Linked DNA regions of Sus scrofa: regions 1 and 3 are each linked to region 2. A link is a contact called in public Hi-C and HiChIP or PLAC-seq data. All regions are on one chromosome and are shown on one strand. The core of a region is the stretch at or near the end of the contact, and the rest is flanking DNA. Distances in the headings are between cores, read along the strand shown. Region 1 holds the start of KLLN (killin). Region 2 has its middle 170 kb from the start of PTEN. Region 3 overlaps PTEN (phosphatase and tensin homolog).

The links. Hi-C and Micro-C count contacts between places; a contact is called where the count stands out from the background. HiChIP or PLAC-seq counts read pairs in DNA pulled down with a chosen protein or histone mark.
Region 1: a contact with region 2 is called in a Hi-C map of liver, with 5 times the contacts expected there. The contact joins the promoter of KLLN here to the enhancer-like site in region 2. A contact is called at or near these places in 1 of 5 promoter capture datasets (liver), 9 of 47 Hi-C or Micro-C datasets (blood, embryonic fibroblasts, heart right ventricle and 4 more) and 2 of 2 datasets of contacts at active chromatin or transcription factors (alveolar macrophages and skeletal muscle).
Region 3: an H3K27ac HiChIP or PLAC-seq map of alveolar macrophages shows a contact between it and region 2. The contact joins two enhancer-like sites.

The regions. Positions count from the first base shown.
Region 1 is chr14:99,927,575-99,930,274 of Sscrofa11.1, reverse strand. KLLN (killin) reads left to right here and starts at 1,388. Exons shown (of 3, transcript XM_021073704.1): 1 at 1,388-1,471; 2 at 1,841-2,029; 3 at 2,032-2,700. The coding sequence starts at 1,388. The coding sequence ends at 2,604. It overlaps PTEN (phosphatase and tensin homolog), which reads right to left and starts at 219. Exons shown (of 9, transcript NM_001143696.1): 1 at 1-219.
Region 2 is chr14:100,096,557-100,099,256 of Sscrofa11.1, reverse strand. No RefSeq gene overlaps it. Among named protein-coding and RNA genes, the nearest start is that of PTEN, 170 kb to the right of the region's middle. Within about 2 kb of position 1,351, at least 10 of the 83 cell types and tissues checked have an H3K27ac peak or open chromatin away from gene starts, as enhancers often do. A contact at or near this core is called in alveolar macrophages, liver, retroperitoneal adipose tissue and 1 more, where this site is marked.
Region 3 is chr14:99,948,348-99,951,047 of Sscrofa11.1, reverse strand. All of the region lies in intron 1 of PTEN (phosphatase and tensin homolog), which reads right to left. Among named protein-coding and RNA genes, the nearest start is that of PTEN, 20 kb to the right of the region's middle. Within about 2 kb of position 1,372, at least 2 of the 83 cell types and tissues checked have an H3K27ac peak or open chromatin away from gene starts, as enhancers often do. A contact at or near this core is called in alveolar macrophages, where this site is marked.

The sequences.
Region 1 (2,700 bases), core at 139-2,638, 170 kb after region 2:
AAGAAAAAGGAGGAGAGAGATGGCAGAAGCTGCTGGTGGCGGGGCTTCTTCTGCAGGATGGAAATGGCTCTGGACTTGGCGGTAGCTGATGCCCCTCGCTCTGCTGCCGCTTGGCTCTGGACCGCAGCCGGGTAATGGCTGCTGCGGCGGCTGCTGGATGGTTGCAGCGACTGGGCCTGCTTCTCCTCAGCAGCCAGAGATCTGGCAGCGGCGGCAGCGGAATGGGGAGAAGACGAATAATCCTCGGAAAGGCTGCCTCCTCCGGCGGCCTCTGGAGCCCGGGCCAGGGGGGGTGCGGCGGCGGCGGAGGGGAGGTTTAAAACCGGCCCGGGTCCCTGGATGTGCCGCCGCCGCCGCCGCCGTGTTGGAGGCAGTAAGAGGGGAGAGACCAACTCTCCGGCGTTCCCAGCCCTGGAAATGATGACAGGCGACTCCGACCCCCTCCCCGGAGCTGCAGCCGCCGCCGCCGCCGCCGCCGCCGCTTCTCCCCCCCGCTCCAGGAGCGGGAGGTGCCGCCGCCGCTCCTCAGCCGGCTCCCGCCCGAGCCCACGGCTTCCACCGTCCCTTTCAGAAGAAGCCGAGGAAGAGGCTGCACGGTTAGAAAAGAGGACGAAGAGGAGGCGAGAAACGCCGCCGCTGCCGCCGCCGCCGGCCGGCCGGCTCCCCGAGGGCGCTGCCCCCGCGGCTGCTCACAGGCGTTGAGAGGGGCTCTGGGCCGCGGCCGCCGCCGTCTCTCATCTCCTTCGCCTGAGCCCGGTCTCGCCTCACAGCGGCCCAACTCTCAAACTTCCATCATGGCTGCAGCTTCCGAGAGGAGAGAACTGAGCGCAGCCGCGTCCCGGCTCCGAACGGGTATCCTGCCGCAGTGCACAAAGAGTCCCGCCACATCACCGCCCGCCAGCCTGCCCGCCCCCTCCGCCGCCGCGCTAGGGGCAGGGGCGCCTGGGAGCCCGAGGGGAGGCGGGAGGCGGGAGGCGGGCCGGACCGCGCCAGGGGAGAGACGCGCAGGGCAGGGCTGGGGTTTTAGGGAGGGGGCAGAAGCGGCAGCTCTGGTGCGAGCGCCGAGTCCCCAACCTGCTGGCGCCACTGAGCATGCCCAGTATGACTGCCCGGGGCTCGCTCGGGCTTGTTCCGAGGCCCCCTCCTGAAGCTGCACTTGCTGCGGCTGCTTCTGCAGCAACGCAGGGTGGGGGGACGAGCTGAACCATAGCCTGTGCCCAGCAACGCAACCCGAGGCAGAATAGGCTGTTGCGAGCGAGACAGGGGGGTTAAGGTGAAGGCTGAGGCAGGTTCTTTGAGCAGTGTCACTGACGCGAGTCTGAGGTTACCTGTGCACAGGTGGGAAAGACCAGGTGACTGCGCTGGTAGTGTACCGGGAAGCGCAAGGATGGTCCCTACAGCGAGGACACCTCTCCCCTTGCCCCCAGATTTCCCTGGCACGGCCTGCAACCCCCCGTCCTTTTGCACCGCTGTCGGATCACAATCGTTCGCAGGGATTTGACTGCAGCAGCCTCTGCCAAAAAATCCACCTATCCCCCACCCCCACCCGTGTCCTCAAGGTGTCAGTCTTAATACAAAGAATCCCCTATTGTGTCTCTAGTGTGTATCACCTCATCCGGCTCCCTTGCATCGCCCCACCTCCCGCTTCCCCGGCAACCTGGTTCATTTGCCCTAAAATTGAAAGGTCCAGCAGAGCGTGCTGAATATGAACACATCGCCCCTGAATTTCTAGATCCCAAAGGACAAATGTCCAGGTGAAATGAAAGCTGATACCCGACGCTGGGATGCACCCCAGCCCCCTGGAGAGCAGAGAGCATCTCTCCCCTCGGGGTTCCAGTAGGGTTCACCGCGTCGAACTGAGCCAAAGACTCCTCGCCCCGCCCCCTTTTGGGCCGCTGTGAAAACCTGGCTGGCTGGATCGCCCCGGGGCCCGGTTCCGCGCTCCACCACCCGGGCGGAGACTCGGGTTGCTGGGCCGGAGAGTGAAGTACGCGACGGTAGGAAGCTGCAGCCCCGGCGAGTGGGCGGAGCCGAGGAGACCGAGGAGGGTTCAAAAAGAGGTGGAGGGATATACGGGCCACAGTCGGAACTACTTTCAGGGGGAGGTCACGTGTGATCCTAGTTGGGGAACTTTCCAAATTCCCACTCCCATTTGATAACTCCAGAGGCAAGTGTTTCGCTTCTTTTGCCCAGAGGGCTCCCGCCTTTCAGAAGCAGAGGGACCCCAGAGCCTCCTGGGTCTTGGTGGAAAGACAGGTTCAGACGAGCCTCCCGCTGAAGCGCTGTCGGGACTGGAGCCTGAGGAGCTGGTTACACAAGCACCCACATCCAAGCACGTGCCCCCGCCTCCCCTCGCCTTGGTCGCTGCCGTTGATTCTTGCAAATCTTAGAGCGAGACTTCCCAAACTGGTCGCACCCTTCGCCTGCTACCCCCAGAGCAAGCTAGAGGCCGGAAAACTGAGACTCCGCGTTCTAGATTCCCTAGCACCGCGACTTCTCAAACCCTGGGGGTCTGGAGCTAGTACACTACCCCTTAGGGCGAAACTTTCAGGTACTGTATTCTTGGGGCAAAAGGGTATCTCCGGGCAGCAGCCCGCTGCGTGAATTTAACGATGTTGCAACAAACTTTGTCACTGCCTCTGAGCTGGTGAGCGTGCCCCACCTACTGTAGACTCAGCCAAGTGACTTATCTGGTCGGAG
Region 2 (2,700 bases), core at 102-2,601:
CATACTTTTGGGAAAATCGTGCTCTTTCTAACACTTCTCATTATGGTATTAATCTAAGTGAGACTTCTTCCAGAAAGAAAAGCAGAGAGCCTCGCACTTGATGCCAAAGATGTTTGTGAAAGAGATCCACAGCAATGGGATAGGAGCAGCCTCGGATGTGAGAATCATTTCAGGAGGGATTGCCAATACAGGTGGGTTTTCTGTCAGTGGTCATGGTGGAAACGGGGACTGTCTTCTCCAATGGAAAACGCCGGGACAAATGACTTCAAGTAATTGTCATTCTACGGGGTTTAGACATTTATATTGTTACTCTTGCCTTCTTTTAGACACCTCACTTTAAATTAACTGCTCTAAGAAACAGCAGCGATTTGATTAGTAATGGGTAATAGACTCTTGACTTTTTAAGAGTGTGTAGTGGAAAAGACTCCTGAGTTCCACTTCTCTAAATAACCGACTATTCCTCCCTGTTCTTCTGTAAAGCTACCCCAGCTGTGGGGGAGGAGAGACATTTCAGGAACAGCTCAGCGCAAAGTACCAATGTGAACTCTTCTCACAAGGCAAGCAGCATCCTCCACGCCTTCATCCTTGACTGAGGCCCTCCTATGTGTTACTCCCTGTGCTAGGTATTGGGGATACAGGTATGAGTGGGGAAGGGGGTCCCAGTGCTGGGAGAGGCCTCTATATAAGCAGACAAACACAGTAAAATATGGTTTTATTTTAAGCAAAATGTATGAAAATTAATGAGGGCGAGAGAGTCAGACTGTGTCTTAAAGGATGACTAGGACCTTACCAACCCAAGAAACAATGGAGCAATAGGTCAGATACACAGGCTGTTTCTTTGGGGCTTTGCTTTCTGGAGAAATCTGCCTGAACCATGTAGGAGGACCCACAATTGCCTTTGAAAAGGTACGATGATGCATCCTGCCATCTTTATTTTTGTTTCTAGAGCTAGAGACAATTTTTTCTCAGACGTCTCTTGGGCAAGCTCTTCAGGCAGCTGCATCTGGGGCCATTAGTGCTACAACTGGAGTAGAAGAAAGGAGGGTGTGAACAGAGTGCAACAGCCCTGCTGTGAGCAAGGTGACTTCACCCCTTCCCCCCCACCTTAGGTTTGAAATTGAGAAACCCAGAGATGACCACAGCCCTAGGCCACTGTGTGCAAAAATGGGAAATGTCACTCACCAGGTCCTCCCCTGCGTTTAACCAGAATCATCAGCCTATAGATTTTGGGAACTAAGTGGCTTGATCATTTTGCACGTAAGCCGTATGCATGGGTCCAAAGGAGACCAGTGAGCAACAATTCAATTTAGAGTTCACTGAACCCTCTGGTTTGGGAAGGAAATTGCTGGTAATCAATTGCAGCAAGCACACAGGCCCAGGGCCAGGAAGAGAAAAAATCACTTTAATGGGCAAAGCAGATGTTGCTAAACTCATTGCAAAAGTGAGATGGGCACGGAGCCAGGCTTTGCATGAGAGATGCTGATCTGTCCTTCTGAATGAAGAAAGCAGAGATACTTCAAAGGAGGGGTTCTACGAGGGAAGCCAGAGGTCTGTGTCCCCGTTAGATTGAATAAAAGAAAATGCAGAGTTGCTCAGGTGTCCTGTACACCCCAGGACTTAAAGCTGTTAACATCTCATAAGGGTTTAAGCAAATAGAGAATACTAGCTAAAAACTCTGGGGAGTCTTCATGCTGATCTGAGTGACTATATGGGATAGTGGAAAAAACGTGGGCTTTGACATCAGACTTGTTTCTTTCATCAACTTGTTGATTCCACCATCAAGACCGTGGGCAAACCTTTTTGCTTCTTTGTTTCAGGGTTTTGTTGTTGTTTCTTTGGGGGGTTGTTTGTTTGTTAAATGGGCACACCCATGGCATATGGAGGTTCCCAGACCAGGAATTGAATCTGACCAAACTGTAGCTTTGACCTATGCCAGAGCTTCCACCAACGCCACAGCTGCAGCAACACTGGCTCCTTTAATTCACTGCACCAGGCCAGGGATCAAACCCACACCTCCCCAGCAATTTGAGCCACTGCAGTCAGAGTCTTAACCCTCTGTGTCACAGTGGGAAACTTCTTAATCTCATTCAGCCAGTTTTCTCAGCTGTGAAATGGGCCGAAACTGACTGGCTATGCAAGAGCTATTGTGAGGATTAGGGATAATATTGTAAAGTACAGTAGGGAAATGCATTTAAGCAATAACATGTTTTCAGAGCCCTGACAAGACTGGGGCCATTAGAATGTGGGCCAAGTGGTTCATGATAGAATGGGGGGGTGGGAGGAGGGTGAATTTCTGGTCCAGCATCACCTAGCTTTGCCACCCCCTCTCAGTGATGGGTGCTTTCACAAGCCAAAATGTTTCTTCCTATGTTTAGGTGGATAAAATATCTCTCAAGCATATAGGAGTTCAGAGAATACAGTATCAAGGCCCAAGGAAGGTCATCATGTCTACTAAGAATTTTTCCATGAAGTATCTTCTAATACAAGCCGCCTAAAGAAACCATCAATTCTGATCCCTCAAATTTTCAATGTTCCTTTCTTATCTAATTCCCACTCATTCTTGGAGGGTGAACTAGAGCCCCTCCTCTGAAAATTATCACAGACCCCTTATTTTTACTTTTTTTTTTTATTTTACAACCGTACCTTTGGCATATGGAAGTTCCCAGGCTAGGGGTCCCACTGGAGCTGCAGCTGCTGGCC
Region 3 (2,700 bases), core at 123-2,622, 150 kb after region 2:
CATCTCCTCAGAAAAGAAAATCATGGACTTGGAGAAAAGACTTGTGGCGGCCTGATGGGAGGGGGAGGGAGTGGGAGGGATGGGGAGCTTGGGCTTATCAGACACAACTTAGAATAGATTTACAAGGAGATCCTGCTGAATAGCATTGAGAACTTTGTCTAGATACTCATGTTGCAACAGAACAAAGGGTGGGGAAAAAAAATGTAATTGTAACGTATACATGTAAGGATAACTTGATCCCCTTGCTGTACAGTGGGGAAAAAAAAAAAAGAAATGGGGGAAGGAATAAATTAGGAATTTGGGATTGACAGATACATACTACTATATATAAAATAGATAAACCACAAAGACCTACTGTATAGCACAGAGAATCACATTCAATACCTTGGATGACCTCTAATGGAAAAAATCCAAATCACTTTGTTATGCACCTGAAATACTGTAAATAAATACTCTTCAATTAAAAAAAAATACAAAGCCCCTTGAAATGCAGTCATTTTAACAGAACTATACTCAAATTTACTCTTGTATTATGAATACTAATTAAGTAAGGTTGCAAAGGGCTTGGTTAATTTAAGAAAACTATTTGTCAGTAACTATACATAAATGAGGGTGTTACGTACTCATTAAAGTGAATTCAGATACACCCCCCCCCGCTTTATTCACTTCATTACCCAAACACATAATGAACATTGTGCAAGGGGCACTGAGAACATAAGGCTAAGTAAACAAAGACTACTGCACTTGAGAGGTTCCTATTCTATTAGGGAAGACAGACATACAGATCTACAACTGTGCCAAAGGCCCCATTATACATAAGATCAAGATACTTTAAAAGCTAGAAAAAGGGATTAATTCTGTACAAGAAGAGATAAAGCTTTATAAAATAGGTAATACATTAGATAATCCTTAAAAAATAAGTCAGACATTAGTAAACAGAAGAAGAAACAAGGGCAATTACAACATTCCAAACAGAGGGTTAGAGAAGAAATAAAGGAACACATAAAATATTCAGAAAAAGCGAGTAGTCCAGCACAGCTCACACACGAAACTTTATGGAGAAGGTGGAGGGACTGATAGAGTAGCTCTAGTTTTAATGATGCTGTGGCAGGGAGCTTGGTCAACATGGGAGTTCCTATGGCCCTGCAATCTCTTATAGAGTAACAATCCAGTCCTTCCTATAAAGAAAAGCTAGGACTTCAGTCTTCTTAAGGTTTCAGGTTGCTCAGACTCTCATCTTTCTTATTCATACAGTTTTTCCCAAGACTTTGGCATCCCTCATAAGATTGAAAAACAGAAAGAACATGTCCCAGACAGTATGCCAAATGCATTCTCATTTAATCTTAACAATCCTATGAAGTAACATTACCACTTCATAGATGATGAAATTGAGGGTCAAAAAGATTGGGTAATTTGCCAAAGGTCCTAAAGCCAGTTAAGTAGTTTGTTATGATTCAAACTCATGTACCTAACTCCAAAGCCCAAGCTTTTTACACCATTCAGTCTCACAAAAGATTAAGTTTTTCCATGTTTCAAATCAATAAAATATAAAATTTTCAAAGGAAGCAGTTTCAAATGAAAGTAATTTGAAATAACGTTAAAATTAAAAAACTTCTGAAACACAATATAAAAATCTACTGGTATTTCCAAAACTAACGTCAGCAGCTATTGAGTGCTCAAACTTGAGGCAAATATTTCTTATGCCAAGAATTATATCAATAAACAAAATCTTTTTAATATATGGCTTTTTGCTTCCCTATGCTAAAACGTTTCTTACAAAAAAATTTTAGATATTTTGCTCTGAATAATAAAATACTATCATAATACTATTAAAACACTATCATATAATAGCACTGTCATAAGGATTAAATGATGTAATATATGAACAATGCCTAAAACAGTGATGTTTGTCTCTCAGTTGAACAAATGGTACAACTCTGGATTAGAAGAGCCCACCAGAACTATTTGGTTGTTCTTCAATGACACTGACTTACTGAATAATCTAACCCTTCTAAAGAGCATCTAAGCTTAACTGAAATTTTAAACTCTTTAAAAACTGTACTATATCAATTTGCCTTTTTATTTAAGAACATATGTAAAACGTAACTCCAGAAAGAAAAAAAGCCTTTTTTCCCCACATCATTGGCTACTACACATGCAACAGAGAGGTGAGAAATGCATATATGGTACTTTCTATTTTGCCCAAGTTGGAATGCCATCATAGCTATAGGAGATGAGACACAATAGACAGTCTTTCCCCACTCCCCTACCTTCAAGCAAATGTGCTAAATTTGTTTTGTTTAAACTGAAGTATAATTTACCTACAATTAAATACACAGATCTTAAGTTATTGGTTTATGAGTTCTGATAGTTATATATATCATGTTTGATTCAAGTGCTACAACAATCCCTTCTCACAACACTGAATACTGTTCCAAAGGAAAAAACTAATAAACATTAGTTATGTTTTAAAGTCTGTCTACAGAAGTTGATTTAACCCACAGTATAACTGACCTATTATAAAATAATGTGGCTTCATAAGAGCTAAATAATTTTATTGGATATTCTACGCAGCCAATCATAACTTAAAACACTAAAAATATTTTCCTAATTGCCTATAATTAACAAATTATCTTTTAGAAAACACCTTGTGAGTTGTGATCTCATGAGTCTACTGTATTTCAGAATTTTTAATTAATG